Regions from separate parts of the Mus musculus genome. Here all the other regions are linked to region 3. Evidence: chromatin contacts called from public Hi-C and HiChIP or PLAC-seq data. All regions are on one chromosome and are shown on one strand. The core of a region is the stretch at or near the end of the contact, and the rest is flanking DNA. Distances in the headings are between cores, read along the strand shown. Region 1 has its middle 41 kb from the start of Ptprz1. Region 2 overlaps Ptprz1 (protein tyrosine phosphatase, receptor type Z, polypeptide 1). Region 3 holds the start of Ptprz1 (protein tyrosine phosphatase, receptor type Z, polypeptide 1).

Region 1 (2,700 bases), core at 41-2,540, 41 kb after region 3:
GACTTCTGAAGGTTGCAGGGAGCATTATAATATCTGACTACAGGGATATCTTTTGTGCAAAGAAAAGGTCTAAATGAATACTTAACATGCTTTCAAACAGTTCCTATCATCTTATATGCCAAAATAGAAATTGAGTACGAGTGTCCACTTTATCAGGACCTAGAGTGGGCATCAGGTATGTGCGTTGACTACAGAAAAGATCAAAGAAATTGAGCATCTCATCTGTGATTGCTTTTCATGCTATTCTTTCAAAATGTGAGAAAATAAGCCATGAGATAAAGACTTTTGAAGTACCAACAAAAACAGAAACTAAAATATATGTACATGTTTATATATTAAGGGAAATCTGCATATATACTTAAATTCTTGTGAAAACTTAACATATTGTATCATATACACATGTGTATCAATTTATGTGCATATATCAATAGATGCATATACATATCATTACATCATGTGTTTACATACACATATTTATATTTTCATACACATATTTATATCACATATAGAAGCTATACACCATTGCCGATGTCAAAAAGGCATCATGGGTCAGGTTGATCCCTTGGTGGTTTGCGTAGTCACTTTTCATTTAGATTAGTTGGAAATTGTTGCTCGCCTCTCTTGTGCGACTTCCACAAAATCAGCATTCAGCACGTCTGGCTTCCTGGCAAACAACAGAACATTCAGCTCCTATGTAAGGGAAGAATCCCACCAACGAGAAGGGAGGGCCCAGAATGGGGAGAGTGACAGCTCTGGCACAAAGGCGCAAAGAACGTTGGTTCAGAAGGAGGGTGGGAGAGTGGAGCCCGCATCCATGCCACTGCCTCGCAGAGATCTGCAACTGGCACTTACTTGGCCCATAACTGTCTGGGCGCTGACCTCGGCCGTTTCACAGAGGCAACCTTCACGCGAACAGGAACTGTTTCTCAACAATGCCTCCAATACACTTGCTTACACATTCTTCTTTCTCCTCTTGTAAAGGGAGAAAATACATGGGAAAGCGTATTCTATTTTTCCATTTACCTCTTGTCTCCTTGTAAGGCCCCACTCCTGGTTCGCTGTGGGAGATTTCTTATATGCCTCACATGCCCTTCGTAGTCCTCTAGAATGTGTAAACAAAATTTAATTATAGGACATCACAACAATGCCTTTTATTAGGTCACTGCATTTCTTTTCAGGTCAAGGGCATAAAATAACTAGTTTTCCCTAGAAGCCTTTGTGCCTGATGTCATGTGAGGTAATGTCACTCCGAGTGAGGCGGTCTCTCCCTGGAAGACTCTCTTCTGTCCTAATGGACCTTCTTCATCCACACATCACATTTTAAAAATGGCTGTGATGTTCGCTTTTTTGCTTCCATGTATATGGGCCATTAATTATCTCTAATTCAGTATTCTCATTTCTCATGTGCTGATAATCAGAGGAGCCAAAAATATACATGATATATTGTATTTGGGGAGGGGGAAGCTCTTGTTTGAGAGAATGGGAGATAATTTTATACTCTTGTGGTTTGAAGCATTAATTCAGTGGGAGAGAGTAAAAATGAGAAAGTAACCTTGTTTGTTGATTAATGCAGAAAGACAAGCAACAGTTTCAGCTCTGGAAAGAAAAAGTATATTTGAAGAGTTCCCATGCCTGTGCATGCATGCATAGTAGGCTGCCGGCTGCGACTGGTGGTCAGCCCATTCAAACGTTTCAACTTGGAACTCCCGTGAGAATAATGTGCTTTTGTGCCTGCTAGCTCCGCGTCAGAAAGGGCTTCCCCCTCCCAGCTGGCATTGGGCTTGTACTGAATCACTGGCTTTTTTCTGCTTTTCTTCGTTCTCTTGGGACATTAGTGGTGATTATCAGTGGCTCACTGTAACTGGTAAAAATGGGAGGAGTTAATGTGAGGAGCTGGAGGGAAAAGTTAAGGGGAGGAGCTGAGGATGGATATGATCAAAAGACATTGTGTGACATTCCCAAGGAATGAATAAAAATATATTTTAAAAGAAAAGGCTGTTCTAGAATTAATTTTCAAGGAATGTGAAGGCAATACCTCTGCTTAGGTTTGAGCTGAACTCATTGATCATGCTTCCCAGAAGTAGAAGGTAGTGTCCTGGTTAATAAATCAGATATTATTGTCTTTACTGATAGCCAGATTATGCTATGAACCTTGGAAATTTGTTTCTACTACATAATCAAATACTTTAAATTTTTTCCTCTAATTTCTAAGATTATTTTCTACCTTTACTTTTCTCCCTCCAAACTCTCCCATATCTGCTCTTTTCTCTCTTTTGAATGCATGGCCTCTTTTCTTCATTAATTGTTCTTACCTACGTATACAGGTGTAATCCAAAATAAATAAATACAGCCCGCTCTGGCTGTGTAATGGTTCTTATCTGTATATGTTTTCAGGGCTGACCATTTGGATATCCAATTGGTGTGTTCTTTGAAGAATTTTATTTCTTCTGCTGTTGGAACTTCTTAGTTGCCTGTAATTCTTTGAAGAAGACAAAGGCCTCATGAGCCTTCGAAGCCCCAACCTCATTAGCACAAATATTGTTTCTGTCCTCCTCATTAGCAGATGTTTAGGAAACCATGTTGGTGAGACTTCTTGAGTACAGTTTCTAAGGCAATCTTAAAAGCAAACTTCCCAATCTTCTGGCTCTTACTCTTTTTCTGCCATCCCTTCTGCTGAGCCTAGGTCCATTAGTGTGCTAT
Region 2 (2,700 bases), core at 170-2,669, 48 kb before region 3:
TCTGAAGTACTGGGAACCAGGTCTAATCATGTAGCCGTAACCTGGAAATTTACTTCTCAAGTACTGGGAACCAGGTCTAATCATGTAGCCGTAACCTGGAAATTTACTTCTCAAGTACTGGGAACCAGGTCTAATCATGTAGCCGCAAAGGGAAAGGGGATGTATCCTTGTCCCGCCCGCTGCGTCATGGGGCACTTGCAGCACATGCTAAGTACCTGACTTTATTACCTGAGTTTATTCTTTCTTTGGATAAAATCTGTTAACAAAGCCAGGTGATGGTGGCGCATATCTTTAATCCCAACACTCAGGCGAGAGGTTAAGTGGATCTCTGGAAGTTCAAGGCCAGCTTGGTCTACAGAACAAGTTCCAGAACAGCCAAGGCTACACAGAAAAACTCTGTCTCAAAAAACAACCAAACCAAACCAAACAAAAACCTGTTAACAAGCACAGGGACCCTACTGCTTTCTTCAGATGTCATTCAGGTCTTAGCAGCAGCTCATCATAGCCCTTAGGAAACGTTATCCCCAGAGGTGAAGTCAGATTGGCTCTGGATGGTCTTTTTGACTACAATAGCACTGAAAACATTGTTTCTATAATGTTTACATCTGCCTGCTGAAAAGCCTGTTTTGAAAAGCAGAGACACCCTATTTTATTTACCCTCCAGTGGATACTCAGGTAGTTTCCATTTGGGGTATGAGAGAAATGGTTTGTACAGGTAGTCATTGACAAAGGCAAAGCTCTAAAGCAGAGCTTCTGTTCCCCCATTCATCCAGGATTAAGGGGCTATTCATGACTTTTCTAAGGTTCTGTCTTCTGACCAGGATCCTTGCATAACTTTAAGGGAAATAAAGGAAAGCAAAGTCATGCAGGAACCCAGAGGTCTGCAGCAACCCGGAGGTCTGCAGCAACCCAGAGGTCTGCTAGCACAACTGAAATGAGTCGGTTATAGAAGATTGACTGGACAGGAGATTTCTCCTGGCAAGCAACCTGATGTTTCCCCCTAAAATTTTGCATCCACACTACAAGAAGTGATTTCTAATCTTTTATTAAAGCATCTTAACTGTATCACTTTAAATGGTAGTACTTTTTATCATATAGAACCATTTTGATGATTTGCCAGCATCAGATACCGTGCAAAAACTAACTGTACTTAACCAGTGATCCTTTGAAGTCAGTGTAACAGTAAACCCTTGCTTCAACATTTTGTTACAAACAATTACAGCAAAATGTGAGCCAACTTTTGGCTTTCATTTCAGGGCTTCATCACCACACAGTGAGTATTTGTCCTGGGTTTCTAATTACACACATTAGGGAAGCATTTTCAATACAAGATTCCCAGGTGTTGGTAGCTCTCATCAGCCCCTTTATGTATTGTTCCCTTAATTGTTACTTCATACAATGCTGTCACACATTCATATGCTAATTACCCAGACCTTGGGCGTGAGAGAGTACCCCACTTTAAGAACTGAGCTCTGAGGCCTGATAGATGAGATGTGATAGCTCCAGTGAACAGGAAAAGAGGAATGGCTCACTTTTTTTCTGGCATTATATACACTGGAACACAGTAAATCCTACATAAGGTACAATTTATCAAAGTGCTTAAACATTTACCATTCATGAACATTATAAATTATAGACTTGTTTTCTTTTTTTTGTGCAGATTTTAGTTTTTGTAGCTTTGACATTTTTATTTTTTATTTTTTTCTTTTAGATTGAAAATACATAGTACGTGTGTACTGGCTTGTTTTATGTTAACCTTACACAAGCTAGACTCCTCAGAGGAAGGAAACTTCAATGGAGAAAAATGTCTCAACCCTAACTAATACAGTCTGTTTAAAATCTGTATTGTAGTTATGAAAGTAGGAGAGAAATTCTAAGGAACCATATATATGAATGTAGGTAAATAAATATGTTTCCGGACAACTTATTTTAAAGGCTACTCTGAAATTTGTTATGAAAAAAATGTTTTTTTTTAAATGGAGTGAGTTTTGACTTAAAAATTTGAAAGAGATTCAGCTTGTATACACTCAAATAACTTTAAACATTTATTTTTCAGCCCATTTCATCTTAGTCTTCCCTGAAGAATCAATATAAGGGGCTCAGTGGATAAAAGCACTTGCTAGCAAGAATGATGATCTGAAGTCAATCCTGGGATTCACATAGTGGAAGGACAGAAACTCCTGAGAGCTGTCCTCTGACTTCTGCACAAGGACCATGGCACAGACAAAAGTTTAAAAATAAAAAACAAACCTTTCAAACAACCTAAGAGATTAAAATAGGAATATACATATAAGCATACACACAACTATATGTTTACTACTCTTTATACTCATATAAAGCAACATTTTACTTTCCTTAATAATTACCATTACTATTTACCTCAAGTTTTTTTAAATTATCTATATATTTTTATTAGGTATTTATTTCATTTACATTTCCAATGCTATCCCAAAAGTCCCCCACACACTCCCCTACCTACTCCCCCACCCTCCCACTCCCAATTCTTGGCCCTGGCATTCCCCTGTACTGAGGCAGATAAAGTTGGCATGACCAATGGGCCTCTCTTTCCACTGATGGCCAACTAGGCCATCTTCTGATACATATGCAGCTAGAGACACGAGCTCCAGGGGGTACTGGTTAGTTCATATTGTTGTTCAACCTATAGGGTTGCAGATCCCTTTAGCTCCTTGGTTACTTTCT
Region 3 (2,700 bases), core at 173-2,672:
TGGATTACAGGCAGTCATCACCATAGTGACCTACACAAGTCTCATCAGTCAGAACTAGAAATGACTTCTGTTCGCGAAGGTGCTAAGAGGAGCACTCTCCATCGGATTGGAAGTGCATGTTTAATATATCCTTTATTATAAACGAAATTTAAAAGTGGGGCTATAGGACTGATGGGAGCTAAACAGTTATACTCACAAATCGAGGTACACATTCTAATTTTTAGGTCAATGTCTTCCAACAGGCATTTGAAAGGGGCTTTTAGTAGTTAAAATAAGGAAACAAAACAACAAACAAAACAAAAGACAGGTTTTACTTTTTGTTTTCTTTTTAGAAACCTAAGTCTGCACCCTCATTCCCAGTAAATATTCACACCGTTGACTGCAGAGAGTAATATCCACTTAACACTTGTAAGGTTCGGACGCCTGCGAAGGTGCTGTGTCCCTGTTCGCCCATCACCTGCAGCTCTTCTCTCTGGAAGCTGGGGGCAGAATGCTCATAGAGATTTGACTGGAACTTTTTTGTAAGTGACTGCCTGGACTTGAACGTGACTAAATTGAAAGTACTAGAAAAGTCAGGTCGATGCTTGTTCAGCTCAGTGCCTTTCAGGTGCGTGTGCGTAATTCAAGACAGACACGTGTGCCTTCCGTTCAAGTCCACAGTACTACAGTGGCAACATAGAAAGGAACGTTTAGGTCGCAGCCCCTCGCCACTGCTGTAGTGTATTTCTAGTCACCGACTCATTCTCTTATGTAGGTCTACAAGGCTATTTCCACTTTTTGCAATATGGAGAGCACGCATGCGAGGGGACCCTGACAGGCGGCGACCTCCTGTGTCTAGGTGTCCTGACCAAAGGAGTCTCAGTAGAGGGACCCAGCAGGTGGTAGTTGAGGGGATGAGGGCGCAGCCGGTGCAAGTGACATCGAAAGGTTCGGGATAACTCTTCTTGGGGTGCTACCCAATGTTCTGAAATCCCCCACCCAAGCTGCGTCCCAGAGACTGAGCCCCGCGCGGGTGCCCCGCCGAGGTCCTATCACTTACCCAGGCGACACAGGCACAGGAGCTGAACGCACGCGAGGAAGCTCTGCAGGATTCGCATCTCCAGCCCGGTCCGCGGCCCCTCGCCAGCCGCAGGGGTACAGCTTAGGGTACAGAGGGTGGGGACACCGAGGCAGGGGACGCCGGTGACTGGCCAGGGTCTAGGTGAACGAGTGATAGAGAGAGAGAGAGAGAGAGAGAGAGAGAGAGAGAGAGAGAGAGAGAGAGGAAGAGAAGAGAGAAGAAGAGAATACAAGGCTAGGCGGCGCGTGGGTGCGGGGACCGAGCCTGGACCAAGCGCCTGGCTTCAGGCGGGACGCTGTCCCCTGCCTGAGCGGGCTGCAGCGGCCAGGATCTGAGCGCTCGCAGCGCAGCGGCGCGGAATTGCGGGGACGCGCTCCGGGCTGGGCACGCGCAGTGCGCGGGGGCGGGGGAGCAGGAGCGCAGGCGGGGGCCGGGGTCGCGCAGCAGCAGAAAGAGGGGCGTGGCGGGGCCCAGCCTGTCCCAGCCCCGCGCCCCTCCCCCGCCCAGGGCTGGAGGTGGAACCCGCTGGGGCTTAGAATCTTCGCGGTGAAAAAGGTCTCTTCATTAAGGCTCCTTCACCCACTAGGAAGACACAAGAGGAGGCTGGGTCCCCATTGTCCCGCACAGCTTGGGGCCGACCTTTTGACTTCACCCCTGGGAAAGTCTTTTTTCTTTGTTTATTGTCGTCTCTGCAGTTACCAAGATGGTCCTATCCGGAAGGGTTGAAGGGGGCCTGGGTAAACTGAGCTCTCCCCGCCCCCCTTTCCATTTTCTTAGTGAGTAAAGTAGTTCCAGCTCCCATTACCATTAGGGTAGTTAAGTCCAATCATTTGCAGCACTACTGTGACCATTTGGTCCTGGCTGACCCTTCATTAGACCCCAATCATTCTGTCCTGCTCTGCGCGGCTGTGGGGAACTGTCAACACTGCCCTGGTCCTGCTGGATGGAACTCCCCAAGTGTCTCTTTGCACAGGGTCCTCCTGTAGAAAGATTTTTTTTTTTAATTGCTAGATTGAAGGGTACACAAAAGAAATATAATACACACCCTGTGCTTCCTCGGAGCTGAGCATGTCGTTCTTTCCTTAGGAGCCTGTTTCTATGGAGGTGTTTGTTTGCTGTGTAGGAGCGTGAGTGCTATAACCTGAACTCCTGACTTGGGGGGCGGGGTAGGGAGTTGAATAGGTATTCCTGAAATGTTTGTTGAATTATGTTGAGGTCCACATGAAACAAGTTAACTGGTGGTGATGTCAGTCAATAGCCTAAATACATCGACCTAAATATTTGTGAGATTTTCATATACACGATGGGGTTTAGTTATTTTACATTTTACACTGATAAGAGACTCTATTCAGAGCCTTTTGGGAGTCACATTCAAAGGCAGAGAAAACCAAGTTCCGGAACTATCCCTGGTACCGTTTGATGTAGGGATCTGTACAGCATGTACTCTTGTGTTCTGTTATTGTCTCAAAGCCAGTGCTGTAGCTTTATAAAATACAAAGGATGCTTAATGCATACAAATTGGAATTCCAAGTCTGTTTCAGCTGTGACTACCCGTTCTCACAGAATTCCCACCGCCTCTGAACACTGGGGTCAATGGACAGAGCTAATGATGCAGCTTGCTATCGATTCGTGGATGGTGA

The links. Hi-C and Micro-C count contacts between places; a contact is called where the count stands out from the background. HiChIP or PLAC-seq counts read pairs in DNA pulled down with a chosen protein or histone mark.
Region 1: a contact with region 3 is called in an H3K4me3 HiChIP or PLAC-seq map of neural progenitor cells, with 4 times the contacts expected there. The contact joins the enhancer-like site here to the promoter of Ptprz1 in region 3. A contact is called at or near these places in 2 of 39 promoter capture datasets (embryonic stem cells and maxillary cranial neural crest), 5 of 484 Hi-C or Micro-C datasets (muscle stem cells, nephron progenitors, neural progenitor cells and 2 more) and 3 of 115 datasets of contacts at active chromatin or transcription factors (neural progenitor cells, neural stem cells and neurosphere).
Region 2: a contact with region 3 is called in a Hi-C map of neural progenitor cells, with 3 times the contacts expected there. The contact joins the enhancer-like site here to the promoter of Ptprz1 in region 3. A contact is called at or near these places in 2 of 484 Hi-C or Micro-C datasets (nephron progenitors and neural progenitor cells), 3 of 115 datasets of contacts at active chromatin or transcription factors (astrocytes, embryonic stem cells and stem cell-derived neural progenitor cells) and 1 of 9 other capture datasets (pancreatic islet).

The regions. Positions count from the first base shown.
Region 1 is chr6:22,832,856-22,835,555 of GRCm38.p6, reverse strand. No RefSeq gene overlaps it. Among named protein-coding and RNA genes, the nearest start is that of Ptprz1, 41 kb to the left of the region's middle. Within about 2 kb of position 1,290, at least 43 of the 459 cell types and tissues checked have an H3K27ac peak or open chromatin away from gene starts, as enhancers often do. A contact at or near this core is called in neural progenitor cells, neural stem cells, neurosphere and 1 more, where this site is marked.
Region 2 is chr6:22,921,775-22,924,474 of GRCm38.p6, reverse strand. The region is part of intron 1 of Ptprz1 (protein tyrosine phosphatase, receptor type Z, polypeptide 1); the gene reads right to left. Among named protein-coding and RNA genes, the nearest start is that of Ptprz1, 48 kb to the right of the region's middle. Within about 2 kb of position 1,419, at least 24 of the 459 cell types and tissues checked have an H3K27ac peak or open chromatin away from gene starts, as enhancers often do. A contact at or near this core is called in astrocytes, neural progenitor cells and stem cell-derived neural progenitor cells, where this site is marked.
Region 3 is chr6:22,874,224-22,876,923 of GRCm38.p6, reverse strand. It overlaps Ptprz1 (protein tyrosine phosphatase, receptor type Z, polypeptide 1), which reads right to left and starts at 1,422. Exons shown (of 30, transcript NM_001081306.1): 1 at 1,040-1,422. The coding sequence starts at 1,097.